6 separate regions of the Mus musculus genome follow, and all the other regions are linked to region 1. A link is a contact called in public HiChIP or PLAC-seq data. All regions are on one chromosome and are shown on one strand. Each heading gives the region's core, a stretch centred on a gene start, on an enhancer-like site or on the middle of the called end of the contact. The rest is flanking DNA. Distances are from core to core; before and after follow the strand shown.

Region 1 (4,697 bases), core at 1,163-3,662:
ACTTACTTTCTTCCCGAACCTTGAATTAGGGGAAATAGTGAAGGAGGCTGGAAACTAAAGATATGGAAACAGAAACGGTCTCAATCATTAATAAAATAAGAGCCTTCCAAACACCACCCGCAGCAAGAATTTCTTTTCAATTTAATCTAGGATTCCATCTTTTTAGTCCAATAGATATATGTTTATTTACTTCTTTATGATATCACATACACACATGCACGCGTGCACACACACACTGTCCTAATAAATAAAAGCCTGAGTAATAGTTAATCAAGAAAATAAAAGGCTTTAAACTTACAGGGTTAAAACTGAGACAAAGTTTATGTACTTTTTCAGAAAGTCAAGAGAGGGCAGCGGAAACTGGATGATAATGTTTTATTGCACACAGTATTGTCTTCCATGCAGATAAGAGTAAGATTCAGTGTGGTTTCAGCTTTCCTGTGAATCATTGTGCAGTTTCAGACAGGTTTTTGGCAAAGTCCCTCATACAGAGCATTGGCACACATTTCTAGCCCAGGTAAAATAAACAAGTACGTCTGCGGCTTGACAAGAGGAGAAGAAGGGCAGTGTAATAAAGAAATTAGTGTATTTTAAAGTATTTCTGAGAAATATAGGGGGCATATTTATGCTCTTTTCATCAAAAAATCCACTGTGTTTATGTATATTCACATGTGTGTGTGTGTTTGCATGTGCGTGTGACCACATCCATGCGTGTACACTTTCCTAACACTTTCAAAAAGTATCTGTTGGGGTACAGCGTCTCAATTTTTTGTTCCAAAACGTAGAGAAGTGGAAAACTTAAGATTTGTATAAGTTCTTGCACAGACAGGGATGGATAAGACAGGAATAACTTAAAGGATATGAAAAAACTCAGTTTGAACCGAAGGGAGATTGACACAGGACTTTCCCATCTGTGACCTTTGAGTCACAGATCTTGTCAATAGGTACCACTAGACTGGATGAACAGTTGCTGAGTGCATCACTGGCTGGTGGGTATGGAGATGTCTTTGAGGCATCATTGGTGTACGGCATCATACACGTATTTTATGAGCTAATGTTTACAGAGCATAGAAGAGACACTAAGCAAGCATAGGCTTGATATGTTAAGACTGGCTTACAATGTATATGTAAATCAAAGATGATAACTTTCTGACATGCAAAATCCATACTACATCACGACTTGTTCAAGCTATTTTTGCAAAGACAGAATGATAAAACACTGTTGGGGTTTTGGTCTTTTGCTAGGTGTTGTGACGCCACATACTGACCTCCAAGGCCGGGTTGTCCCAGGGATGAGAGAATCTGCACATACACAAAGTAATGCTATGTGAACTTGCTTCTTAATTGAAAACTATTGGTTGAATAAAGGTGCTGACAGCCTATAGCTGAGCAGGAGAGAGGAAGGTGGAGCTTCAATTCTTGGACTGGGTGTCTGAGGAGGACCACAAGGGGAGAGAGAAGAAGGTGGAGAGAGAAGACACCATGGGGTAGGTGAGTCATGAAAATATGACCATGAGGGCTGGCCAATTGGACTTAAGAGCAGCCCAGATGGAATATAGCAAGTAATAACTCAGGGTTATTGATAGGGAAGTAGACATAATAACACATAGGGTAGATATCTGCCCAGCTCCAGTGCTTTTGGTTTCTTTCTTGTTTTCTCTGTGTGTGTGTGTGTGTGTGTTTATATTTCCCTTTTATTTTTTTACATTTTTATTAGATATCTTCTTTATTTATATCTCAAATGTTATCCCCTTTCTTGGTTTCTCCTCCAAAAACCTCCTATCCCATTCCCACTCGCCCTGCTCATCAACACACCCACTTCCGCTTTCCTGTCCTGGCATTCCCCTACACTGGGGCATTAAGCCTTCATGGGACCAAGGGCCTCTCCTCCCATTGATGACCAACAAGGCCATCCTCTGCTGCATAAGCAGCTGGAGCCATGAGTCCCTCCATGTATACTCTTTGGTTGGTGGTTTAGTCCCAGGGAGCTCTGGGGTTACTGGTTAGTTCATATTGTTGCTCCTCCTATGGGGCTGCAAACCCCTTAGCTCCTTGGGTCTTTTCTCTAGATCCTTCATTGGGGATATAAATATAAAGGTTGTGTGTCCTTTATCTGAGAACTGAATGATCAAAGACGGGGTAGAAACCCTCAATTGAGGTTAAATGTTTACTACAACAAAACCCAAATGGACTTACATTAAAAAATAAATATAAATAGACAGGGGCAAAGAAGCAGGTGTCTTGGTCCCTCCCAGAGAGCTGGGCATTGGCCAAATAGGACCACATGCCATGTCCTCTACAGTCACATTAGTGCCCTTGTCTGTGTCGACAGACTGAATTCTGGGAACCTGGGCTGTGAGAGGGAACATAAAATGTTAGTGTCTATCCTCTGTGGCATTTGGGGGTTTCTATTTCAAACGGTTCAGATATGTATCACCACACAGCGGAAGCACAGTTCTCAGGATGTCTGTGACTTAAATTAGAAGAGGAAAGTCCCTGAACTTTTTTCAAATTGCTGTTTTGGAAGGGAGCCTCGAGCTCTTGCTTCAAGCCCAGGGCTGGTCGGCAGTGGTCACATTTGTTTTGATTACTGTTGACAGTCATAAGCCTGGCTACCCTGAGCTGTACATCAACAAGGACAGTTTCACCTCCAACTTCTCCTTCCCTCCAAATAAAGCAAACACCCCCCCCTCCTTCACTTTGCCATTAGATGTCTGCTGTGTTGCTGCCTAACACTTGATCTGTATTCTTATTTTCTTCCTGTGATAAAGGTAAGTGGCTGTACACTATACACATAACATGGGATCTAGAAGTGGCTGGACCTTTCTGAATCAAGCTCACTCTTTTGAAGAGCATCACAGCTTCCATATCTCATGGTCTCCACGAGCACAAGGATGATATCACTAAATAAATCAATATAATAGCCATGGTTCAGAACTTCTCCTAAATCTGTGAAATATACATATTTTCTATCCTTTCACATTTAGTAACTAATTGGATAAAGAAATGAAGGATGTCTTCTAGAGTCCTGTGGATTGAAGTGGACTTGGCTGTGATTGACAGGTTTGCTTTGTTCTAAGTGGCTCAGGTTGGGTGAGCTGATACTCTGACAATCAGACACATCTTTGAAGTGTCTGCGTTTGAAGTCTGAACACAAAACGGAGTATCTCCTATATGCGCAAATAGATGCCAACATTATAAATAGGGGACAGTAACTGTGACAGCTGCTCCAGCTGAGGAAAGGGACAATTGATTCTGCGCAGGCTCAGGGGAGCTGTGGTTCTCCAGAATGAGTGTACACAGGGCAGGGTGGTGGCTGCTTGTGAAAAACAGGAGTACCCACATGCAGTGTGCCCTCTTAAACACTAACATCCAGATTCATTTTATCAAGATATAGGAGCTTCCATCTCTGCAATAATAGCTCCTATGCTAGCTCAGAGCCATCAGTGTGTACAGTTCCTCTTTTTATCAGGCCTCTGGGAAACATGCTACAGGAGACCAGCCAGCCAGGGCAGGCTGACAGACTCCCTGACGGAAGGCCTATGAGCTCATTCCTGACTTGGACACAGCATCACAGGAATGGTCTTGCCAAGAAACCTCATCTAGTGTTAAAATCAGAACAAAGGTGCCCGATTTCACAAAGATTTTCTTTGACTGGATTATTCACAGTGGAAGAGAAGAGACAAATGCTCTCTTTAACTGACTTTTGTTGTTGAGAACTAGGAATGTCCAGGAATTAAGCGAAGCTACTCTCTGCCTTATAAACTGGACATGATGGGGAAGTCAGGGGGGAAATGATGGAGAATGCTGAGTTTGAGTGTCACAGAAAGCCAGTGACAGTGAAAGGCAATGTAAAGGTCATTTAAACAAGTGACTGTGTCCAAGCAGATCATTCTACAAACCTACTGATCAGTCATAGATCCAGAGAAGGATCATTAGGCAAAACAATAAAGAAGCGAACACGTTCCTAAATTCAAACCCCTCGGTCCCAGGATGCATATGCGCAGCTTCCATCCAGCAGGCCGACTGACTGGGATGTGACCTGGAGGAGCTGGAGCTGTTTGAGGACAGTGGAAGAGGCAAAAGGTCTCCGTAGTCTTGTTTGCCGCCCTTTTGGTGACATGTGTTGGCTGTTAACAGACCATTGGACTACAAATTTGGATTCTTCCAGCTAAATAAATATGTGTTGCATTTACATACTCATCTAGTCCAGTGGGAACCGATTAGAAATGGCATGCCTGCATCGAGCAGGAATTTACTTTCTTGCCAGGTTTCAGTGATGTTGTGATATCCAGAGAGATATCACGCTGAAATCAGAACAGCACCTTGGCTCCCACCAAACAAATAAATCCCACATGCATCTGGGAGTTGGTGATGATTTTGTTTTTCTATCCCGGAATGATATTATTTCTGAGTCTCTAAATGCTCGAAAATACAGAGGTGCCAGACATTCACTTGACAGGCTTCTCATGCATGCTGCAGAGAGAATTTCAATGTAGAAGGGAAGGAGGCTGCATTGGAGCATGCCTGCAATCCCAGCACTCTCAGGATACAAAGACAGGAAATGTCTGCTGAAAGTTTGAAGAATCCCTGATCTACAAAGGCAGTCCTAGACAAGCCAAGGATATATAAAACTTGTGTCAGACAAACACACAGGACTGGGGAGGTGTCTCAGTGATTCAAAGCACCTACTGTTC
Region 2 (4,697 bases), core at 692-3,191, 400 kb after region 1:
TGCTGGTGTTGCTATTGCTACAGAAAAGTTATCACACAGGCAACGGAGCAAAAGATTCTTTATTAAAACAACTTGAAGGCAAGCTCAGAAATCTACCAGCACAAGGGCATCAAGGAGAGCCCCACCATGCTCCCTGTGTGTGGCATTTCGTAACCCTTTGCTGTGTGACTTGTAAGCAGCAGATCTTAGCTCTCAGGTACTGATTATACAGTAACCATGGAGTTAATGTGCAACAGGTGAAGGGGAGGACTTTGCTCAGAGTTTTGGACAACTGATATTCTAAGCAAAGAAATGATTTTGTGGCTTTAAACCTGCAGGAGTGATTCATTTACTCAGTGGATTAGGCAATTTGCAGTTGTATAGAAGATGCTAATAGGGCAGATGTTTTATCACCTGCACACCACTATTATATAACAGTCTGAGCACGTGTAATGGGTTTTCACTGTGTACTTGATGCAATTTGATGAGAGGGTTAGTCCATACATTTGTTCTCACCACATTTGTTCTCACGCACTCTTCTTTCCTGCGCTAGATTCTTTTATTGTTGGAGGTAGCGACTGTAGCCCAGGAAATGGTACAGTAGAGGCAGTGAAAGAAATATCAAAAACTTCATTGAAAGAATGCTCTTAACAGTTTTTTATTTTTTTTTTTTAAACTTCACGTGCATTGGTGTTTTGCCTGAATGCATGTCTCTGTGAGGGAGTTGGATTCTCTAGAACTGGAGTTTCAGACAGCTGTGAGCTGCAATGTGGGTTCTGGAATTGAATCAGGTCCTCTGGAAGAGTAACCAGTACCCTCAATGACAGGGTCATTTCTCCAGTCCTTAGGAGTACCCACTGAGAGTCCATATGCAGCTTTCTTCCAGGGCACTATAGTGATGGGAAGTTCCATGGATAGAGTAAACTGTGTCCAATATATAAAATGACCGCCCAAAAGAAGACTGAAGAGCCATTGAACCAGAATGTCTACCTCAAGTTAAAATGAATTGAAAAACAAAACTATAGAATGCTATAGATATCTACCTATATATCTCTGAATTTTTAAAACTTCAAGAAAGAATAATGGTATCTAACACACAGTGCACACTGAGCTAAGTAAGACAAAGCTGAAATGTGAGTGCAGGAGCCCCGGGGAGAGCTGAAGAGCATGCAGACAGAATGTTTAATATTATTGCAGGCTGTGAACTTTACATTACTCTCCCTCAAATGCTTTACAAATTTGTATTTTTCAAGAATCAGTCATAATGCCAGGCGGTGGTGGCACATGCCTAAATCCTGTCTCAAAAAAACCAAAACCAACCAAACAAACAAACAAAAAGAATCAGTCATAATGTCTAAGGCAGGCTTTCTGATATTTTTTTTTTCTTTTTTTGGTTTTTTCAAGACAGGGTTTCTCTGTGTAGCCCTGGCTATCCTGGAACTCACTCTGTAGACCAGGCTGGCCTCAAACTCAGAAATCTGACTGCCTCTGCCTCCCGAGTGCTGGGATTAAAGATGTGTGCCACCACCGCCCAGCTGCTTTCTGATATTTTATTTTATCTACACTATAAAATGAAAGCTTTGATGCATCCATGATTTGGGGCCACAGAGGCATTCTTCATGAATTAAGGAAAAATGAGCGTGCTTATCTCTAACTGTACATTGACTCACTAGGACTACAGCGAAACCCTTTGGAGGACTGCACAGCAACCCTGCAGTGATTGACGCACTAAGGACAGACCACAATGCACACCCTGTCTGGTTACCTCTAGCTCCTTCCCACGAAACAGCGTCAAACCCAAGAAGAATTATCTTTATCTCTACAACCATTTGTCAATAATTCTATTACTGAGAATTAGGTGCTAAGTTCCTGGGCTACAGGGAAGCACGTGGTGCCTGCTCTCCAAGAGCTCTACACTGAAGAGAAACAGCATAGGGTGAACAGTGCTACTCCCGAATGTCAAGTGCTGCAGGAGAGGTACGGACAGGATGTGGTTTTGTTCATCAAACAGGAGCATTGAGAAATGTGCACTCACTTAACAAATAGCGACGACGTTCTCCTCACAGGTAAGCGGAGTGAACTTCAAATGATCCTTTCTCACTCCAGAGAGGCACAAGAGCTGCAGGGCTCTTGCTCATGGCGGCACAGTAGCCGATAACTGAGGGATTATAAACTAAGTAATTTTGTAATTTTCATTTAAAATAGAAGAAACAAGTATGGGGAAAAAACATAAGGAGGAAGCTGGAGAGATGGTTTAATAAGTAAAAGTACTTGTTGCTCTTCCGGAGGAATTGGGTTTGGTTCCCAGCACCCACACGGTAGCACACCAACCACCTGTAACTCCTGATCCAGAGGATCCAGTGCCCTCTCCCGGCCCCTCAGGCATCAGGCACGCATGGGGTGCAGACATCACAGGCATACATGCAAGCAAAGCACTTACACACGTAAAATAAAATAAAATAAAATAAAATAAAATAAACGAGGCCTTAAAAATGAAAGTAAACAAGGGTGGGCCATGCTTCTCAATCCTTCTGCTTCTCTCTTAGGAGACCGAGAATTCTAGCTCCTTGGTAATGTCCTCCCTCACAGTTAGCCCTTCTACTGTGGTTCTCTGCTCCGTCACGTGCTCAAGAGACTGCACAGAGAGCCATGAGGTTAGGGAACAAACTCTGGACCCACACTGCCCGGGTTCGATCAGTAGCATGTCATGCCCCAGATGAGTGGCTCTGAGAAAGCGGCTTCAGTAACTCAGTTGTAAAAGGAGTTATCTCATGTACTTCATTGCATTCTTGCTCTAGCTTAGCGAATGCATACAAAATACTTAGATTAGAACAATTCTTGTCGAGAGGCCAAGCCTCTTTACAAGCTAGCTTACACTGATACCACACAGATAAAAAAGCAAAATTGGAGCTGGAGAGATAGCTCATTGATTAAGGGAGTTGCTACTCTTGCAGAAGACCCAAGTTCAGTTCCCAGAATCCACTTCAGGCAGTTCACACCATCTGTAACTCCAGCTCCAGAAGATCCAACACCTCTGGCTTCTCTGGGGCATCCTCAGGCACACATATCCCTACACAACCACACATACCTATGTACAATTAAACATGATAATCAAAATTGTAAAAAAGTTAAAAGCAAATATAAAATCAATAGTCAGATGGTATGGAAGACTATAAATAAATAAATAAATAAATAAATAAATAAATAAATAAATAAATAAATTCTACATCAGGCTGAATTTTTAAAAGCAGTCACAAAGGTCTGAAGAGATGTCTTTATGGCTGAAAGCACTTGGTGCTCTTTCAGAGGACCCTGGCTCAGTTCCTAGTATTCGCATGGTAGTTCACATCTTCTGCTCCAAGGGGTCTGGCACTCTCTTCTGGCCTTCATGGGTACTGTGCTCACACAGTATACTTGTGTGTACCATAAGCAATATACTCATCATAAGATAAAAATAAATAAAGTAGCCGGGCATGGTGGCGCACACCTTTAATCCCAGCACTCGGGAGGCAGAGGCAGGCAAATTTCTGAGTTCGAGGCCAGCCTGGTCTACAAAGTGAGCTCCAGGACAGCCAGGGCTATACAGAGAAACCCTGTCTCGAAAAACCAAAAATAAATAAATAAATAAATAAATAAATAAATAAATAAATAAAGTAGCCACAACAAGACCTTAGTGAATCACTATATCAAGTAAGCATTTTTCTCATTGTATTTTAAAACAGATAAATAACACTTTCTTAAATTAAATTATTCTTAATTCAAAGACAGAAGCTGACTTTGCTATTGACAAGATGAGACGTCCAGATTCTGTCTGGTAGCTCCTGGGTGGTTGAATTCATGTTCACGGTAATCAGAGCAGGAAACTTCATTGCCTATTGTTTACAGAAAGTTCCTCACATGGCTTTAGTATCTTCACGGTGTTGGAGGCATTGGACACACGAACAGGAAAATCTTTTGACGTTCTTTAAAGGCTTGGAACAATCTGGAAACCTTGCTGAGTCTACTGTTCTTGGAAACCCAGGGCCTAATATTTTTCTCCTGTAATACTATTCCTGACTTTTTTCTAATCCGAACAGAAACAAAACTGCCTAACGGACAGAAAGAGGGAGTAGCGGTCGTAGTTATGAATGAAAAAGAGGATGAATTTGATTAGGTCATCAGTGTTTTAGGCTTCTTTCTAAGTTCTCGATGCAGGCCTTTAATCAGTTACCTGAGAGTTACTCATTACCTCAGAAACAATTACTGAGGCACTGACTAAGAAATGAACAGTGCGCAGGCCAAAGACAAGGACTCGGGCTCAAAGTGCAGAGAAGAAAGTTGCACCTTCCCCTCAGATTTTCAGAGCTAAGTACATGAAGAGACCAGACAGTGTGGTGCTGAGTATCAGCTATGTTGGTGAAGAAATACATCCTTCCTTGATATCTGATCACAGCCATCCACAAACCCCGACCTGAGCCACTTCTGATGCTATTTGTCATCTGTTCTGACCACGATACACTCAATGTTGTTACCTGTTCTGACCACCATACACTCTGACAATGCTATGGTTCTTCAGCCTTAGGCTTCTGAGAAATGAAATCAGAGGGAGCATGTGTATTTGTCCCTCTGAGAGTTAATGTTTCCGTTACATACTTCTTTAGAGGACATACTTGCATGGCATAATGGTCCTCACTTACGTTGTCCTAAGATGATGAGTCTGTCTTCTAATTTCTTTCCAC
Region 3 (4,697 bases), core at 1,559-4,058, 360 kb before region 1:
AGAGAATGCATCAAGGGCTTGGGGCGCATGTGGCACAGCAAGTTGGGTCTCCATGAACTAACTGATGAGTGCTAAAGGTGACAGGATGGGTGCCTGCCTGTCAGTTTGTCTAGCATATTCTGTGTCCATCACTGTAGACTGTCATGCATTGTCTCACTGAATGGTCACAGTGACTGTCAGGCAACGGATAACTGCCTTCATCATAAAGTAGTAGTGGTCTCAGAAACTCCCAGGAGCAGGGGCCTCAGTGAGGGTGGTCTAGGTTGAGATCAAGTCTGGATAAAAGGCTTTGGCCTAATTCCTACAGCCTGTGGCCAGTTTGCTTCAACAGTTTGTGTCTGGACACATTTAAGCAGTTTTTGGATGACTGTCTTCCAGAATCTTCCAGACTCTCAGATTTTTTTTTTCAGTTGCCTTAACCCTAGGTTGTTTCTGACCCTGCTTTTGCTGGACTATAGAAGGAAGAAAGCCACTTCATATCTGCTAAAGTCTCCTACCAAGCCAGTAGTATTGATTAAAAGCAACTTAGTGAGTGAGGCTGAAGTGGAGAACTAGCCTCTGACTGTGGCTGTTGGTGTTATCTGTTTCTCCTCCCTACCCTCAATTCTTCCCCATTCACACCCATGGAGCAGGGCATCCCTGTGTTGCCAACCAATGGGGACTGTTGAGTGATCACTGTAGAGGCAGTGTGGTCCTCAGCCAGGCTGGTTTCCAGGTGTGGGCCTGATGCTGCCTTCCCTGGGCTGCAGTCTGGAGTGCTTCACTGAGAACACCATTGTGCCTTCTGGACCAGGAGAGTAGCTTCGGATCCCCTTGGCTGGTCCAACCTCTACTCCAGGCTGACTGTTGGGATGCTGTGGGGTGGGGGCCTGTCCACTGAATCCTGTCTCTCACTGTCCCTTTTCACAGATCAAGCCTAAGGCAGCTTTTGTCTCTCCTGCTCCTCTGTGTGGCTGCTGCTCAGACCCCAGCTCTTAGGCATCTTGTCTTGGGGAAGGGTGAGATGCATCCCCAGCTTGGCCTTTTCAGTGCTTGGGTGTCTGTTTCTCTCATGGTGACTTTGTGGATTATGCCTTAATTGCCACCCCCCTTCCACATAGTCACCGTAGGCTGAGAGAACAAGAAATGAAATCATGAATTGCATTCCATATACGATTACTCTTTAATACTTTGGTTAGAATAAATAATTAGCATCGGGGCAGTATCTGAAATGGATGTGAAGGGCGGGGCTGGTTTGGCTTTTGTTGTTGGGATCCCCGTGAGTGACAGGTTTTGCCGTGCACGGGATGAGACTTGGTGGAATGAATTGGTCAGTCGAGGTGCACCCATGGCTGTGGATTTCCTTTCCTTTGTGCACCCTCTGCCTACTTCCTGACTTTACTCTTCCTCTGGTAACTTCTCAGTAGAGTCAATTACAACCAAGCCTAAAACTTATTTTTAGTTAATTAAAAATAAAATAAAATCAGTGTTTAAAGCAGTATAAAGATGCCTGCTAGACTTTGTGGCAGTTTGGTTTTTACTGTTCAAGTATTTTTTTTTTTAATAAGTTTAATAATGTGCTTATAGATAACATCCTTTTAAAAGTGAATGAACCTTAGCTGAAGTTCATTGCAAATATACATTTTCCCCTAGAAATCTAAGCTGCTTAGGAAGTTTTATTAAAAGGATTGCTTAGGGGGTGATCTTAAAGTACCTGCCAGTTCACGTTTTGCTTTGAGATCTTGTGTGTTTTTCGGCTAGCGAAGGGGGAACGCAGTGGAGTTTGTTTAATCCCAGTTTGCTCGGGGTGGAGTGTTCTGCTTTGAGTATTTCCAGCCCTGCTGTGACTGTGGGAGACATTTGAAATTAGCTGGTGGCAGAGCCTTCCTTCATATAAGCTGACAATATCAAGTCAGATACATTCTGTCAGGAGCTGGTAACTGACAAGGTAGACTCGGGATGCACAGAGTGGCTTTCTGCAAACTGGCTGATCTGAAACCAGAGAAAAATAGGCCCAGTATATAGGAATTCTGTTGAAGCTGAGAGGTCAGCCCATGGCATCAGAACAAATGATGACACATGCTCTGTACTCAGAACAATGGCACTACATGTCTAGAGTGCCTGCCTAGCATGGAGCCTGTGGTTCAGTCCCTGGAAATGCATACACTGGGCATGGTGGTGCATGCCAATATCCCAGCACTTGGGAGGTAGAGAGAGGCAGGAGGACCTAGAGTATATTGGACCCTATCTTTAAAATAATAATAATAATAATCAAAGACCAAGTCTGGTGTTTGGACCCATGCACATGGCTCCATCTGTTAAATGTTCAAAAAAAATGTTTTTTTTTCTGGCCTTTTCATTGTCTTTGCTTTACCTTGAATAAGGAAGGCAAGGTAAACAAAGCAAGCCTCCCTGGACTCCGTCCTTTGTAATTCTGACTGTGAAGTTGCCAGTGAGGGTGTGCAGAAGCCACTGATGAAGGCACTGGCTTCCTTGTGTGGGCCCTGGGCACCTGGGCACACTCCCTGGGAGTAAAACCAAATTCAAATGCCGGTGGTGGATTTGTATGCCTTTAGAACATTGTGCCTGTTCTCATACAGTGAGCTTTCAAAACATTTTGTTTAAAAAAACAAACAATTTTTATAATTGTGTAGGTATAGTTGATTTTGAATGCTACGGATTGTATAACTGAAATTTTATATACAAAAATATATTCTTGAATACTGCCTTTTCTGTCTTGAGGATCTGGTTCATGTGGTTTCGTTTTCCTCCCTTCATAGAGAAAGAGTGTTGCTGGGGAGAGCTACCTCTCCCTTGCACAGCTGTTTCCTCCCCTTTCTTTTCTCCAATAAATGGTAGCATTATGATCCTTAACAAATGTAGTGTTGTCTCTTACTCACGTCTGTTTCTCTGGGACTCACTGAAGCAAACGACTGTAGGATGATGTCTTATTGTACAGTACACATTGTAGTTTTGTTTAACCTCCTACCCACCCCTCCCCCCACGCACACACACAGTTGCTGTAGTCTCCCCTCCCCTAGCCTGAAACCTGCTTGCTCAGGGGTGGAGCTTCCTGCTCATTCGGTCTGCCACACCCACTGCTGGAACCTGCGGAGCCACACACGTGCACCTTTCTACTGGACCAGAGATTATTCGGCGGGAATCGGGTCTCCTCCCCCTTCCTTCATAACTAGTGTCGCAACAATAAAATTTGAGCCTTGATCAGAGTAACTGTCTTGGCTACATTCTTTTCTCTCGCCACCTAGCCCCTCTTCTCTTCCAGGTTTCCAAAATGCCTTTCCAGGCTAGAACCCAGGTTGTGGTCTGCTGGCCGGACACAACAATTGGCCCCAACTAAATTAAATTCATGTTTTAGATCCATCCTTACTTGTCATTTTTCCAGTTTAGACTAGCTTCTAGCCTTTTAACTTTATGGCAATAGTACATCAGAGACTGTATATTCAGACTTAGTAAAATTAGTCATTTAATAGAGTCATAATGATTTTTCTCCTTTCTTCAGTGTGACCAGCCATTCTAACTCAATCTTAGACTGGTCCTAATATTCAGTCCAATGTTAGAGATTCCTATATTCTAAATTACCTAGCAAGTTAATTCAGAGCACATCCCCCACTTCCCCTAGATCCCTAACCTCAGAAGGATTGCTGGCCTTACAGCTAGTGGAAAAAGCTATTAAAGAGCAATTGGTCACTTAATACATTGGTAAAATAGAAGGACCCCCTGACTAACGAATAGAAGGGTCCAGATCCAGTTCTAATTTGGGGTAGGGACTCAGTTTGTGTTTTTTCACGAGATAAAGATAGAGCGCAGTGGCTGCCAGATAAATTAATTTGTTAGATGAACACAGATTCTAAATCTTCTAAAGTATCACCTTGAGGACTAAAATTCCTCTTTTGCTTAAAAGTCGGCTTGAGGACTCAGGCTCTGAAAAAAGCTACTCTCTGAGCCAGCTCCTGACAGGAGGCTGGAGACTAGCCTCAGCTTTACAATTTGCATTTGAATAAAGTACCTGGACTTCCCCAAAATAAGTTCTGCTTTCCTACTTTCTCACTGTCGAGATTTTGTCTTTCAAGCAGGTAAATCAACATTCTCGAGGCGGACCAGCGGATGTGCATCCCGCGCCCCTAGAGCACACAGGTGGCTGCTGTTATCTCCTTTCCAAGGACATTTCCAGCATGTGGCTTTCAGTCTGAGTTAAAAATTAGGTTTACCAAGAGGGCTAGAAAAGTAGATATTTCTATATTAATAAAGATTGGTTTTTATTTTGATAGACAGGCTTAGTCCCTTAGCTGACCTCTGGCTTTTCACCCTTGCTGTTACTGCAAGGTGTCCTTAGCTCAATAAGGCTGTGGAAAAAACAGGGATGAGGAGAAACGACTTCCAGCTCCTATTTTAGCCACAAATCGTGGTGTTACTAACGACATAATTCTTGCTTAGGCTTTGCTAATTCTGAGGTTGATAATTCTCCTTTAGGAGCTGCACAGCACTCAGAACTGTGCATACTGGTTTGTGATTGTACAAATTCAGTATGGGCATCGCTTGGTGCAGAGGTACTGCAAGGGAAGGTCCGGCTTGACCATTTCTGAGTTTCCTGTGAGATAAACCCGGTTTGAAAGAGGTTGGTACCAAATTTTGGTTAAAAATAAAAAATATTTTCCGGCTCTACCTCGCCTCCCCAAAAGGTACCGAGAGCCACATGT
Region 4 (4,697 bases), core at 1,569-4,068, 320 kb after region 1:
TATGTCTATTTACCAGCAGTAAAAAATGGATGTTGAGATTCAAAAATTGACCTGTCCAGCAGGTCCAGTTATTCGAGGGTCTCGAGGGGACCTTCTCCTAAGAACCAAATTGGGGGGGTAGAGAGAGACGAGGGCCTTGTGCGAATAACAACACGGAAACGTTCTGAGTTGCATCAAGGCCCCAATGTATTATTAGCCAGGCCCAGGGTTTAAATGCACAAGCAAAAGGGGAAGTGCCTTTCAGCAGGAAGGATGGGGCAATAGAATTGCATAAGCAAAAAGGGAAATACAGGTACTTATCAGCGGGAGGGGTGGGGCAATAGAATTGCACATTCTTTAGGCAGTTACACCGGAAAGCAGAAACTTGGCGGTATCAGGGTGTGGTCAGGACATCCGCGATGACTTAGGCTGGAACATTCTGTGGTTGTTCTCGGATCGGTGTGTTGTGGCCCGCTTTTCCTCTGGGCAGGGGGGGGAGCGGGGGGGGGGGATGGAGTAGGGGGGGGTAGGCCCAATTCAGAGATCAGGACAATTGTGTTGTCTTAATGGCTCCCAACAAAAAATACAGTATTACTTTAAAATAAAAATGAAGTACTAAGGAATAACATTAATGAAACATAATCAGACTGGGCAGCCGTGGCACATGCCTTTAATCCCAGCACTTGCAATGCAGAGACAGGCAGATTTCTAAGTTTGAGGCCAACCTGGTCTACATAGTGAGTTCCAGGCCAGCCAGAGCTCCACAGAGAAACCCTGTCTCAAACAAACAAACAAACAAACTAACAAGCAAAGTCAGTAATAATATGTAAGAAACAACCTACCCAGTACTGAAAGCTATCAAGGAGGACGTAGTGGGGCTGGCAGTGGAATAGATGCAAATACGAATAAAACCCAGTGGGGAGCCTAGAAACAGACCCACAGAAAATGCCATATATGATATGTTAGGGTCCACCCCCCATACACAGAGGCTCCCTATTATGTAGTCCAGGCTTATCCTGAATTCTTACGTCCACTGTATAACCCACGCTAGGTTCAAATTCTCCATTCTCCTGCCTTAGCACCCCTAATGCTAGGATTACAGGTGTGTGCCACCGTGCATATCACAACTCTCTCTTGATGATGAAAGTAAAAACAAAGAAAAGAAAAATTGGTTTTGTTAAAATTGTTTTAATTTCCTTATAGAGGGCAGAAAGTCAAACTATAGAGTGAGGAAATACATGCAAACTAAATATCTAACCAAAGACTAGAATCTAGAATAAAAAAATTTTTAAATTCTCGAAACTCTGAGTGAACAATACAGTTAGAAAATAGACAAACTCTATGGACAGTCATTTTACCAAGGACAATATTCAATAGCAAATAAAACATGAATAGATAGATATTCAACACAATAAGCCACTAGAAGTGAACACATTAAAACCACATAGAGAAGTCTTGGCACACCTATCAGGATGACTAAAGCAAAAATCGTGAGAGCACTAAACGCTGGTGAGGATGCAGAGAAGTTGGGCGGTGCCACTTAGAGAACATTCTAGAAATGATACAATTATATAAATAAAGAGAAAAATAACAGCTGTCAAGAGTCAAGGATGTAGTGAGAGTAGACACATAGGTGACAATAAGAGGACAATATATACCACCATTATATTGATAAAAACACCCTTTCTTTTGACTGTATTGGTATTAAATCCTGATTATATCATGGTGAGATGTACTAGTGATGGGAGAGAAAAACAAATGGACTCTTTAGTCTTGCTAAATGGGTCAATATAGACCATTTTTATACACTTTCACATAAAAACCAAGGTCCCTCGTTGGGGATTGGTTCTAAGGCTTTGATTAGTTGGGAATCTGCATGTCCAAACACTGAAGGCCCTTGTCCCAAGTTGGTTTCGATTGATCAATAAAGATGCCAGCAGCCAATGGTGAAGCAAAGAGAAACAGGGCAGGACCTTTAGATTTGTGCAGGCTAGGAACTGGGAAAAAGGAGACAGAATTGTTATGACTCGGGGGAGAAGGATGGGGCATAGGAGTGGCAGGAGAGAAAGCCAACCTACCATGTGAGAATTCAGGTGGCCATTGTCTATCATGTCCACTGTGTAGTATTTTATAAAAAGAAAAGGAAGCCAGGGATAGGTTTGGTAGAAGTGTGGTATGGTGCAGGGGATGGATTGCCTCTGCGAACCTGTTCTGAGGCATCCCTTCCCCCTGAGGTACCAGCCATGTGACAGGTATAGTATGGAATAGAGTTTATTTACGGCGTGGGGAGTGGAGTGGAGAAGAGGCTGGCCATGAGCACGTGGGGGTTGGGGGGGGGGATGGGGAGAGGAGGGACAGAGAGGAAGAGGATAAGAGAGCAAGAAAGCAAAAGAGCAAAAGAGAGAGGAGGGGCCAAACCGCCCTTTTATAGTGAGTCAGGCATACCTGTTGCCAAGGAACTGTGGGGTGGAGCCTAGAAGGAATGCTAACACACTAGAGTTTCTCTCCTAGGTATCACCTAGCTCTCCTGCTCTATTTCTGTCTTCCCACCTTCCTCCCCTCTCCTTCTCTGGCCCCATCCCTGCCCAGTCTCTGTAAAGTAAATGAAGCATTTGAAGTATCTACTTTCATACAAAGTAGCTTGTTAATACCACTAGTTGAGAATAAAGCCTCTACCACAATTTTTTGAGCCAAATTCGTAGCAAGCTTTATTAAATACCAGCCAGGAACATGGACACTAGCCAGGTCCATTCCCAGAGAATGGCTGAGAATTATGTTAGTCAGGTGCTTATGCAGGCAAACCCCACAAGGCTACGTACTTCCTGCCTCTGTCCAATTGGGCCAAGCATACATTCTGATGTACTTCCTGCGTTCACATCTACCGCCTGTGTGTGATCAAGCACATCCTGTGTTGTTGAGACAACCAACCTTGTTTATAGAGGTGAAAACAGGTGGCTTTGTTATCTTATAAGAGCAGCCTCCAGCATTCCAGAAAGTCATCTGTCCTTGGGCAAGTGGGGTTTGCAGGTTAAAGGCTCTTTTGTTTTATGGATTGCTGAAGCACAATACGTTAAACCTGAAACGTAACTTTAGCTCTCACATTTCCTTATTCCAAGGGAGGTTGCAAAGCACAATGATGCTATGCAGGGCACTCATGAAAATATATATGGCCTAGGACCTGGAACACTAAGCTACCCTGCCCCAGTCCCCAGCTGCCTGGACTTCCTACCTAAGGATACCTAGACCTATTTATTTTCTTTGAGGACAGGATGCCTGTGAGCCAGTTAGCCCTAACATGGCTGCCAGAGTAGGGAGAGACACCATCACAATTCATTTACATGTCAAATGTCTTCCCCACCCCAGGACCACAAGGTTAACAACTGCCACCAGGCAACTGGGAATAGCTCTGACAGGAGCAAATAGCAAAGCAGGCACCGGTCACTGCCAGAATACCTGGGATTCTTTGTCCTTTCACAGAGGAGCCCTGAATATTCACCCTCCCAGGTGAGCCTGTCCCTCCCCTCCGCTCTGCTACCATAAATCCGAAACTACCGAACCCCAAACAGACTGCTCTGGAGGCTTATCTCTTTGTCTCCTATTTTGGGCCAAGAATAACAGTTTTTCCTGTTGCTCAGCCTTGTCACCCAGCCTCTAAATTTAAAAGAGAAAATGGACCCAGTTTGAGGTCTGAAATTTGCAAACAACTATACCACGTGGTGGAATCTCTTGCAACTCAGAAAGGCTTGAGTTAAAATTCCCCCACCTGCCTTTGGACAGATTAACGCTATTTCCACAGGTGTACTTATAAAACAGAGATAATAACCCGTAACTCAGTCCTCTGTGTACTCACCTGCATAGAGACTTGCTCTCTAAAACTTCTTTCTGTAATGGAGTGGCTCCTCCCTTCCGAACCAACAGCTTATGCTGCACAAATTGGTTCCTGCTGGAGTTTTATACTCATGCTTATTATCATTGATGGGAACTTAGCTTTCATTTTAGTAAACACCTTTTAGAACGAGCTTGCAATCTTTGCAAATAATCCCCTAAAGCTTGCTCTCTCTTGCATCCTGCTCTCCTTTCAAACGAGGAGTCTGAGACAGTTATTTGGCTACTGAGGGCAGGAGCCAGTAGGTCTGATTCTTGAGTTTGTGCATTTCCTACAATCTACAATTTCCTACGATTGGGCTTTCACACAGCTTGGTAGAACTTGCCTTCCCAGACTCTGTCCAGGGACCAGCTGGCTTCTCATGCTAGAGCAAGATAAAGTCAGGAGGAGGAACTTCCAGCCAGCCTTGCTTGACAGCCTTCAGGAGCCTGCCCTCCCTCAGTGCTTCACCTTCTCTCCTGGGAATGGGAAATCTCTCTAGGGGTAAGCCTGTGACTCGGGTCCTCCATGTTGCCTCTTGTTTGAATTTTTTTAGATGCCATGTCACACACAGAGAATATCATTGGTGGTGGTGGCTATCTTCCCGTGCTAGTTTTATTGGCATCTCTTCCATGAGCTAGGCTCTCTCATTGGCACTGACTCATGTTGGCAAAGAGAAAGAGACAAAAAACAAGTCAACAGAGAGAGTGAAATACCATCTCTCCCAGAGGGTTGGTTGCTGGCCAAGATGCTCAGGAGTGCCGCTCACTGGACACGAGGACACGCAAGAACTGCGGGATACTCCCTGCCTCTTGAAGAGTGTCCAGGGCCTTCCCAGGAAACAAAACAAGAG
Region 5 (4,697 bases), core at 767-3,266, 300 kb before region 1:
ATACAAAGTGGATTGGTACTCCAAAATTCAGGTATTAGCAGTGTGTGGAGATTAGAGTGTGGAGCCTGTCAGAAAGATTAGCTTGTGTAATGTCCCCTAATTAGTACAGCCAGGTTCTCAGGGTTGGATTGCTAACTTGCTCTCTGTGATGGTTTGTATATGCTTGGCCCAGGGAGTAGCACTATTTGGAGGTGTGACCTTGTTGGAATAGATGTGTCAATGTGGGCATGGGCTTAAGACCCTTGTCCTAGCTGCATGGAAGCCAGTCTTCTAGTGGCCTTCAGATGAAGTTCAACTCTCAGCTCCTCCTGCATCATATCTGTCTGGATGCTGCCATGTTCCTGACTTGATGATAATGGACTGAACCTTTGAACCTGTAAGCCAGTCCCGATTAAATGCTATCCTTAGAAGAGTTGCCTTGGTCATGGTGTCTGTTAATAGCAGCAAAACCTAACAAAGACACTCTTTTTTCCACCTTCGGCTCTGTCGGGATGCTGCAAGACAGCTCTCATTAGAGCGGGTGCTGTTTCCTGGAACTTGGGCTTCTTAGGCTCCTGAGCTTCAAGAAGATAAATTCCGTTCTTTATAGAGTGATCAGGCTTTGGTATTTTGTTGCAGTAGTTCAAGCAGATAAGACCGTTAGCTGCTGGACAGGTGGCATGATGGCAAAAGTCCTTGTGCGGAGGTGGCTTTGATGTAGCCACTGGGTCACACTCTTTCTCCGTCAGGGAAGGATGCTCTATACAAGATTTGCTATCTTCTCCTTATCTTGTCAATCTGTCATTCCTTTCCTCTAATTGTAAAAAAAAAATTACATTTATTTATTTACTTTGTGTGTGTTTGCATACACAGACACATACACGCACATGCCTTAGTGCATGTTCCATAGTGTGTGATCTAGGTGTGTGCCAGACTCAGGTCACTAGGCTCTGAAGCAACTGTGTTTACCCCTCAGCCATCCCTGCCTGGCATTCTCTCTCTCTAGCCTCCTACTCCTTCTTCCCCGTCTCCTGCTCTCTCCATCTTCTGTCTTGGTAAACTCTCTTTTCTCTTTTGGATGAGTACTTCAGCACAACTTCTTTTGCTTTTTGGTTTTTTCTTCTATGTCTCCTTTTGTTTAGTTTATCCATTTTATCTGTGGAAGGGAAAGGAGAGTTCTGCATCTGGGTGTTGTGGGATATTTGATCACACTGTGAACCCTGAGATTGTGTTGTTTACCAAAAAAAAGAACAATTTCTAGCTGCTGTGTGACAAATCTGCACAAGTCTTTCAATTTTTTTTGAAGCTTGAGGACAATTTTATTAAAAAAAATTAAAAGAAAAACAACAGTTGGCAGTTGCCAGAGGAAGGAAGAGGGAGAAAGGCAAGTGAACTCAGCGAGGGCGGTGCAGCAAGCATCACTGGTAGACTGTCCGTCTGTCCGTCCGTCCGTATGACAAGGTATACCTTGAGCCTCAGAGAAAGCTGAAAGAGACGCTCCAGGAAGGAGAAGTTTGCTTGTCTAAGATCTCAGACAAATGTGGAGATCACAGAGCTACATGGTCGCTCTGAAAGAGATAGCCTCCACACCCTTCTTAACCGGTTTTCACAACACATCCTTTATTCTGTAGTGAGGAAACCCACCACATGAAACTCAGAGGTGGGCAGAAAATCTTACCTGGAAAGAAGAGAACTAATGAGATAAGAAAAAAATTATACCCTAGACAAATTTTCAATATAATATTATCTATTATTAAAATATCATGTATGTATGAATGTTCCATGTGTGTGCAGGTATGCGTTTATTCTGTTATGTACATACTGACCTACTCACCAAACTGGGAACACTCCAAGCTGGGAATGACACCCAAAGAGGCAGACTTCCCCTTTGAACGGGGGAGTCTTATCTCATCCTTTCTCTTTTATCTCTGGGAGCTCCTGTCACAGTGCTTCATGGCCACCTCTCCTGCCTCCTGTCTCTGTCTGTCTGTCTGGGGCACTTTACCACATCAAGGAACCACTTCACCCACTGAGGTCATGCGGCAGTCTGGGAATAGATGTAGCTTTGAAGGAGCTGGCAACAGGGCCCCTGAGGATCTTGGCTCTCCCTGACAGCAGCTGGTGCATGTGAAATGAGATTAAAATGACAAAGAGCATGGAACCCTTTGTCACTTTGCCAGCTTTGGTCAGTGTTATGACAGCTACCACCATTCCACATAGTGGGAAGTTAGGTGGGTAAATGAGCTCTTTTAGTTTTCAGCCCATCCACGCCTAATTTTGACCCACTGCTTTGATTTTGAGACGGTTTGATCCATACAAGGGACTTGGTAGAAGTGAAAGGGACTGTTAGGTTCCCAACCTGGAGAATGGGTCACAAAAAGCTCTCCCTACTTCTATAGAACAATCATGCCCACCGTTCTCACTCGGGGTTTGGGTAAAGGACACTTGAGTGCCCAGCAGTGTGGGGCCATAGATAGATGGTGGATCCATGGGATAGGGTTGGGGATATGAGAGAAGATGTGCTAGCAGGGCACTAGTAGAGCCTCCACAGTTAGCTAGACACCAAATCTGAGCCTGTAGAGGCCTGGCTCTTCCTCTTGGGAGTGTTAGGCATACCCATGTGTTAGGCATACCCATGTGTTAGGCATACCCATGTGTTAGGCATACCCATGTGTTAGGCATACCCATGTGTTAGGCATACCCATGTGTTAGGCATACCCATGTGTTAGGCATACCCATGTGTTAGGCACACCCATGTGTTAGGCACACCCATGTGTTAGGCATACCCATGGCTTTCGATGGTAGCTTTTCTGCAGAACAACAGAGGCATGTGCTCAGCTCTGCATCTTAGTATCCACCACGGGACATGGCTACGGGACATGTTCACGTCTGACGCTTACTATCCGGCATGTCCATGAAGTAGGAGGCATGGCTAATCCCGAGTCTTTTAGCTGAGACTAAGGAACTTTCTGATCAACTCATTCATCTACGATGCCTTCTTTAGTGTTCCCAGCCACAGCGTCATAGCCTCAGTGTGCCCTGTATTGTAGGAACCCGGAGCCGACTCTCTCCTGAGCTCTCTCTGGGTCCAGCATTCTCTCCTCAGAGTACTTCCCCTTCATTCAGATGTTCATGGCATCTCCATCTCAGAGGGGACACTAGATCGGGAAGGCCACCCTCCCCAGGCTCTCCTCTCTTCTGTAGCCATTGCGCTTAGGTGGTCCTCCTAGACTCTGGATTGAGTCACTTGAGCGCAGGAACCAGAGCTAACTCATCTATCTGTGGCTATCAGCTGGGTGTGATGTGTTTAGGTCTTGGCTCAAGCAGGGACAACAGAAAGCAGGGCTGCAGGGAAGAAAGTACACACACTCTGGCTCAGAGCTGAGCTCTGCTATCAGATAGACTGTCTGAGTTTCTTTCTCATTATCGGCTCACTGGTCAGTGAAATAGCCTGCTGAGAGTCTAAATAAGGTTCTAAGCTAAGTCATGAGTTGTCAGCACAGCCATTATCTCCTCAGCTCCAGGGAGAGCAAAGTAGGAAAGGCCTCTCAATGCTTGTTACTTGGTAACCAGGTTATCCGTTACTTAGTAACCAGGTTATCCGTTACTTGGTAACCAGCTGAATGGGGATAGGAGACTTGGCAGTGGTGTAGGTCTACTCTTGTTTGTTCCAGTCAAATGTCTTCTCCCTTCACCTCCAAGTTACCTAGAAAATAGCCTAAAACAAGAACTTAATACTCACATTTTAACTGGGAAGATACCGAGGGTGATAAAAACGGGAGAGAGGGAGGGAGAACAGGAGACAGGGGAAGGTGTTGCATTTCTGTCTGCTTCATATGACAAATCCAGGGGTGGCACAGTGGGCACGTCTATCAGCTACTTGTGTGGTCTCCTCCTTGGTGGTCCTGGGTTGGAAAGATGGTGCCTTGCAGAAATCCATGGACCTGGAGAGAAGAGGGGATTTATCTGCTCAGATTCTTCCGTATCCTATTTGCTGGCTGTGATGGTTTGAATAAGAATGGCCCCCTTGGCTCATATATTTGAATGCTTAGCCACCAGGGAGTGGAACTCATAGACAGGAATAGAAGGATAAGGAGGTGTGGCCTTGTTGGATGAAGGATGTCACTCATGCGGGGCCAAGTCTTCCTTCCTCTCAAAGCCTGCAGGTCGGGATGCAGCTCTCAGCTACTCTCCATCACCATGCCTGCCTCGCCTGCCACCATGCTCCCTGATGGGATGATAATGGACTAAGCCTCTGAAACTGTAAGCAAGGCCCTAATTAAATGAACTCAGTTCCCAGTAAACCACATGGTGGCTCACAGCCGTCCATAATGAGATCTGATGCCTTCTCTGGCATGCAGGCATGCAGACAGAACACTCGTAAATAAATCTTTTTTAAAAAATGCTTTCCTTTATAAGAGTTGTTGTGGTCTTGGTGTCTCTTCACACAATTAGAACAGTGACTAAGGCTCTGAGAGTCAAATCTTCTCTAGATTAACCCCTGTATCTTTTGGTTGATAGAGGTTGTTCGGGCTGCTGTAGCCTATGTCTTGTGTGGCTTATGAGACAGTCCATCCAACCCTGGAATTGTTGGGAAGATACAAAAACTCTAGGATCGTGGATGGTGAGTTGGTGTGTGCTGCTGTGGTGAGACCACAAGAGTCCTGCCCAGTTTTTCTCATTTTCTAGAAGAAGAAACAAGACAAAGTGATTGGAGA
Region 6 (4,697 bases), core at 773-3,272, 280 kb before region 1:
CCCATGGCCAGCATTCCCACATTCAATGGCACAAGATCAAGGGAGAAGCTGAAGTGTAACCTGCTTTCCTCATACCAACCTGCTGTGGTCGTCTGGAGGAAAGACAGCACCAACACCACTAGTACATTTCTTTTAAGATGCATTTTATTTTAAATTATGCGTGTAATTGTCTGTGTAGGTATGTGAATGTTTGAGTGCAGATACCTATGGAGTCCAGAAGAGGGTGTGCAACCCCCTGGAGTTGTAGTTCCAGGTAGTTGGGAGCTGCCCAGCATGTGTGCTGGGAACCAAGCTCAGGCTATCCACAAGAGCAGTACATGCTCTTAACCACTAGGCCACCTCTCCATCCAATCCCAGTTGTGACAGGGTTTCTCTGTGTAGCCCTGGCTGTCCTGGAACTCGCTCTGTAGACCAGGCTGGCCTTGAACTCAGAGATCCCAAGTGCTGGGATTAAAGGCATGTGCCACCACGCCTGGCCTGACACGCTTTACTGTGTCTTATTATTTTGCTCTAGTTTGAGCAAGTTTTGTGTTCAGATTTGGACCCAGGTGTGCTGTCCTTAAGAACCCAAAGTCCTCAATGGCATACATAGTCTCATTGGCCTATCCTTGTTGGCTATAAGGCTGTCTGGGTTAATGCCCCCTGCTATAACAGAGAAGTGACATTCCAGCTCCCCAGCACAAATGATGTTTAGTTTGGTTCACAAAACAGTGAAGGACCACGTTCAACACAGTGACACAGGAACCTAAAACTCCTGCTTTCACTTCTGCCATCATAGGAAAGAGAAGGGGGGAGAAAGGACAGAGATAGCCTCATTCTGGTCTGTAAAGGAACCACTCAGTTCTGAGTCCTTTTGTAGAGACCAGCCATATGGGGGTAGGTGCTAGGAACTGTGGTTTGAATATGGGTCCTTTCCCTTAAAGGTCCACGCATTAAAGGCATGGTACCTGGGGTGGTGCTATTTGTAGGTGCTGTAGACTTCTAGGGCTAGGTCCTTAGGTCTCTGGGAGATTGTGGTTCTCTTCCTACTTTCTAGAGATGGAATGTAGGTAATGGGTTTAGCTGAGAGATCGCCTCCTCTAAAACTGGTTCATATGATAGATAGGAACACCCATTAAGCTACTTTTGGAACCTAAATCTCTTGTTTTTCTCGTCTTCCACAGGGTCTGAGAAGAGAACCACGTCAGTATTACTTTTTTTTTTTTTTTAAAAGAAAATCCAACTCACTTCCGGGTTTGAAAACCTACCCGTCCCTGGGACAACCCCCCCCCCCCCCCCGCCCAAAAAAAAAGCCTGCCTCTCACTCGGTTCCCTGATGTTTCTCACCGAGGCAGAGGCAGCTGCCCTCTGTCTTTCCCAATAAATACCTTGTGTGTGTTCTTGTCATGCGACATTGGACAAGGGGGGAGGTTCTTATGAGAAACACATTCTTAGGTTGCTTTGTAGTTGTGTGGAAAACCAAGAGCACTGGCGTTAACATGGCTACAATGTCATTAGGAGCCACCGGTTATATTTTGCTCATTGGTGACTGAGGTGTCTGTTTTGTGGCATGTGACTGGAGCAAGACTGTGTTTAGACATTATGTTAAGCATAAGGTGGGAATGGGCGAGAAGAGGATTTCATTTATCTTTGGTTAAATTTGCCCATTGGTGCTTTGGGGGTGAGCATAAGCTATCCCTTAGTGTCCCTTCCTTTCCTCTTTCTTGGAATCCCAAAGCAAAGTCGCAGATAAATGGGCACAGAGACATTCAGGACTCCTTCCTCACTTCCCTCTTAAGAGGTCGCAGATGATTTTGGCCAGAGGGTGGCCAGGACTCCAAGGTAAGTGTAATAAAGACTGCGCCCTCTCTTCCGCCTTTGGGTGAGAAGGGTGGGGGTGGGAAGACCGCTCACAGGGAGCTCAGCAACTCAGGGAATCAAAAAACCTGAAAGCCAGGGGAGGAGCTGAGCAGGGGCGGGGTGGGGGCTGTGTTGGTGAAGGCAGCAGCTTCCTTGCGGAGGTGTCCTCCCTCAGTGACGTCAGAGGCGGCTGCCGTTGCCCTGGTAACTTCACCTGATCCGGGGCGGTGAGTGTATGTGCTGATTTCAAGGCTCTCTCCTTTAATGAGGAAGAGCTAAAAATGAATCTCACTATCCCATAAAAAGCATGGTAATCAAAGGCGTTACTACCCGGTACTAGGCGTGTGTGGGTGAAGACAGCCGGGGGCGGGGGAGGGTGGATGATGCTGGAAGGACCTGAAGGACATGTAGGGGACCAGATTTCCTTCATAGAATCAGTTAATGAAAAAGGGAAGCGTGGGTTCATCTTCTAACAGAGTTCTTCATTTCCACCGTTTCTCAGGAAGTTTCCTGTTGAGCCATGTTGTGTATTATCCTGGAGTCCTGCTCTAGAGCCAATTGCTCTGGAACTATTACAGAGCTGAAAATCATGAGAAGCCAGTGCAGTGGAGACCCCGGAAATTCATCCTCACATCATAGGGCTTCTCATCTATTCCCCTTAAATGAGTGTGCACTCCCTAGTCTCTAGATGCAGAAAAGGTCGAGTTTATGATTTTTATACATGAGAGGCATGCATTGGCACCACAGACTGTCCCACCACATGGATAGGAAGCTCCGCATCCTTCTGGCTGTGAGATCTTGGCCCAGCTAACTGCCATGTCCGAACTTGAGGGGCTTTTCAAAATTTGAAGTCCGCTCCACAGAACTTTAAGGAAATACTGACCCGATGCATGCAGTGTGCTTAGCACATGATAGGTACTCAAACTCATGGAAGCTATTTTTTTTCCCCATTTGGAACAATTCTTAAAATGTACCTGGTCTGTTGCAGATATTAGCATACACTAAGGCTTTAAACAAATTAGGAAAAAATAGTGTTTTCCGTTGGCAGAGAAAATGACAGAGGGTTTTCCCTTGATCCTAATGTGACCCTGTGCGGGCTCTCAGGAGTGCACGGCCTTCTCATGGGCATACAGCAGGCCTGGATCTGACCCCTTTAGAAGGCTCCAAAAAGACTATCTCAGAGTCCAGTGCTTTGAAATGCCTAGGTCTTTGAACTAAAACAGTTACAGAGTCTGTCTCCCTGACCCCATGTTCCAGGAGAGGTGAAGGGCTTGCCTTTCATCTGTCCTCTTAGCAGTATAGTAGGTGTGCACCCTTGACCCCAACAGTCTCCCCAAGAAGGAAGATCAGTTTGCAATGGAAACTGGAAGAGACCATACCCAAAGCCCAAACAAACTATCCCCAGGCATGTGCCTTTTTTTGGTTCACTGATGCCCTTTAAAACTCATTTAGCAGTGGCTGAGGAGATGGCTCAGTTGGTAAAGCACTTGCTATGCAAGGATAAGACCTGAGTTCTGATCCCAGCATCCATGTAAAAGCTGGAGCCTGCAGTGTGCCTGTGACCCCAGTGTTAGGGAGACAGAATCTCTGGGACTCTCTGGCTAACTAGGCTAGCTAAATGGCCATGTTTCAGGTTCAGTGAATGACTGTCTCAAAACACCAAGTGCAGAGTGATTGAGAAAGAGCCTGATGTCCCCACCTCTGGTCTCCATATGCACATACACAAGAACTCATGCATATGAACACACACACACACACACACACACACACACACACACACTGTAAGAGACAGGGTTTGAAATTCCCATAGCTGTGACTATGGGAGCCAGGTGAAAGTTCAGTATGTGGCTCCATCTTCTGTCACAGGCCTGCCATCTGCCAACACCTATGATTTGTAAGTTTCAGGTGGTAATTCCAGCCTGCTTTTCTTGTCTGTTTGTTGTTACTAATGTGATTACTTCTCGTGATGTGGTCCTTGTTGAGCTGTGGGCTTATTGAGAGTGATGGAGAACTTGTAAGACTTTGCTGTCATTTCTGAAGCCCATGGGGGCTGCTCAGTGCTGGCTCACTGGGGCTGTTTTCTGTAGTGGAATGCATCAAGAAGAACATTAGAGTAATTTCCTTAATAATAATTTCATGAACTATGATAAAGATGACTCTTTTCAGGGGGTTTATGTCCTAGTGGGCGAAGTGGAAAAAACACCAAGTGTCATATGATCTTGTATGTGCCTAGCTATCTTTGAACGGTGGGTATTCTATATACAAACTCTGGAAGAGACAAAGATTGTCTCTGGGGACTTTGTCTTGTTTCTGTCAGGTGTTAACTGATGACATATCACCTTACTCTTGTTGAGCGTGAGATGATTCAGAGCTATTTTTAGGACTTGTGGGAAGCTGTGTAGCTCTTACTCACTTTTTTTTCTAATTGGAGACAGGCCTTCATTTTTCCCCCTTCCAAACAATGGCTTTCCAAAGATGTCTGCCATGTTTTGATGTCCAGAATGTCCCCTCCCTACATCCCAGGAGCTAAGGACTAGTTAGGCAAGCCCTCTGCCACTGAGCTAAATCTCCAACCCCTGATGTCCAGATTGTGAATGTCTTAGGTTACACGGCGAAGGGGCGCTGAAACTACAGATGGAGTTAAAGTTACGAATCTGCTGATCCTAGATTGGAAAGTGACAGTGGGTTTTCCGGGTTGTTCTAGTCTAATCACAGGGCTCTTCCAAGTGGCTGAAGGAGGCAGGAGTGGAGAGGCTTTCAACCTGCTACTGCTGGCTTTGAAGACAGAAAAAGTGTACTACACAGGCAATGCCGGCACCTGTTTCTGAAAAAGGCACCCAAGGAGCCCCCAGAAGACA

What was found. HiChIP or PLAC-seq counts read pairs in DNA pulled down with a chosen protein or histone mark.
Region 2: an H3K27ac HiChIP or PLAC-seq map of thymic regulatory T cells shows a contact between it and region 1, with 9 times the contacts expected there. The contact joins two enhancer-like sites. A contact is called at or near these places in 3 of 115 datasets of contacts at active chromatin or transcription factors (cardiomyocytes, regulatory T cells and thymic regulatory T cells).
Region 3: a contact with region 1 is called in an H3K27ac HiChIP or PLAC-seq map of regulatory T cell precursor, with 3 times the contacts expected there. The contact joins two enhancer-like sites. A contact is called at or near these places in 13 of 39 promoter capture datasets (3T3-L1-derived adipocytes, cranial neural crest, embryonic stem cells and 7 more) and 1 of 115 datasets of contacts at active chromatin or transcription factors (regulatory T cell precursor).
Region 4: an H3K27ac HiChIP or PLAC-seq map of thymic regulatory T cells shows a contact between it and region 1, with 3 times the contacts expected there. The contact joins two enhancer-like sites. A contact is called at or near these places in 1 of 484 Hi-C or Micro-C datasets (the HPC-7 cell line) and 5 of 115 datasets of contacts at active chromatin or transcription factors (the NIH/3T3 cell line, heart atrium, pancreatic cancer cells and 2 more).
Region 5: an H3K27ac HiChIP or PLAC-seq map of regulatory T cell precursor shows a contact between it and region 1, with 6 times the contacts expected there. The contact joins two enhancer-like sites. A contact is called at or near these places in 2 of 15 datasets of contacts at CTCF or cohesin (the NIH/3T3 cell line and large pre-B cells), 2 of 484 Hi-C or Micro-C datasets (bone marrow-derived macrophages and muscle stem cells) and 5 of 115 datasets of contacts at active chromatin or transcription factors (Th17 cells, extraembryonic endoderm stem cells, regulatory T cells and 2 more).
Region 6: a contact with region 1 is called in an H3K27ac HiChIP or PLAC-seq map of thymic regulatory T cells, with 4 times the contacts expected there. The contact joins the promoter of 4930568G15Rik here to the enhancer-like site in region 1. A contact is called at or near these places in 2 of 39 promoter capture datasets (the SN4741 cell line and embryonic stem cells), 1 of 484 Hi-C or Micro-C datasets (bone marrow-derived macrophages), 3 of 115 datasets of contacts at active chromatin or transcription factors (extraembryonic endoderm stem cells, pancreatic cancer cells and thymic regulatory T cells) and 1 of 9 other capture datasets (embryonic stem cells).

The regions. Positions count from the first base shown.
Region 1 is chr1:164,813,281-164,817,977 of GRCm38.p6, reverse strand. The region is part of intron 2 of Dpt (dermatopontin); the gene reads right to left. Among named protein-coding and RNA genes, the nearest start is that of Gm32569, 11 kb to the right of the region's middle. Within about 2 kb of position 2,412, at least 89 of the 459 cell types and tissues checked have an H3K27ac peak or open chromatin away from gene starts, as enhancers often do. A contact at or near this core is called in heart atrium, muscle stem cells, regulatory T cells and 2 more, where this site is marked.
Region 2 is chr1:164,411,060-164,415,756 of GRCm38.p6, reverse strand. The region is part of intron 13 of Nme7 (NME/NM23 family member 7); the gene reads right to left. Among named protein-coding and RNA genes, the nearest start is that of Gm39690, 5.2 kb to the left of the region's middle. Within about 2 kb of position 1,941, at least 16 of the 459 cell types and tissues checked have an H3K27ac peak or open chromatin away from gene starts, as enhancers often do. A contact at or near this core is called in regulatory T cells and thymic regulatory T cells, where this site is marked.
Region 3 is chr1:165,172,497-165,177,193 of GRCm38.p6, reverse strand. Sft2d2 (SFT2 domain containing 2) reads left to right here. Exons shown (of 8, transcript NM_145512.4): 8 at 1-2,853. Among named protein-coding and RNA genes, the nearest start is that of Tbx19, 14 kb to the right of the region's middle. Within about 2 kb of position 2,808, at least 37 of the 459 cell types and tissues checked have an H3K27ac peak or open chromatin away from gene starts, as enhancers often do. A contact at or near this core is called in regulatory T cell precursor, where this site is marked.
Region 4 is chr1:164,493,067-164,497,763 of GRCm38.p6, reverse strand. No RefSeq gene overlaps it. Among named protein-coding and RNA genes, the nearest start is that of Gm26685, 7.9 kb to the left of the region's middle. Within about 2 kb of position 2,818, at least 50 of the 459 cell types and tissues checked have an H3K27ac peak or open chromatin away from gene starts, as enhancers often do. A contact at or near this core is called in heart atrium, regulatory T cell precursor and thymic regulatory T cells, where this site is marked.
Region 5 is chr1:165,108,205-165,112,901 of GRCm38.p6, reverse strand. No RefSeq gene overlaps it. Among named protein-coding and RNA genes, the nearest start is that of 4930568G15Rik, 19 kb to the right of the region's middle. Within about 2 kb of position 2,016, at least 41 of the 459 cell types and tissues checked have an H3K27ac peak or open chromatin away from gene starts, as enhancers often do. A contact at or near this core is called in muscle stem cells and regulatory T cell precursor, where this site is marked.
Region 6 is chr1:165,089,255-165,093,951 of GRCm38.p6, reverse strand. It overlaps 4930568G15Rik (RIKEN cDNA 4930568G15 gene), which reads left to right and starts at 2,022. Exons shown (of 5, transcript NR_040480.1): 1 at 2,022-2,066.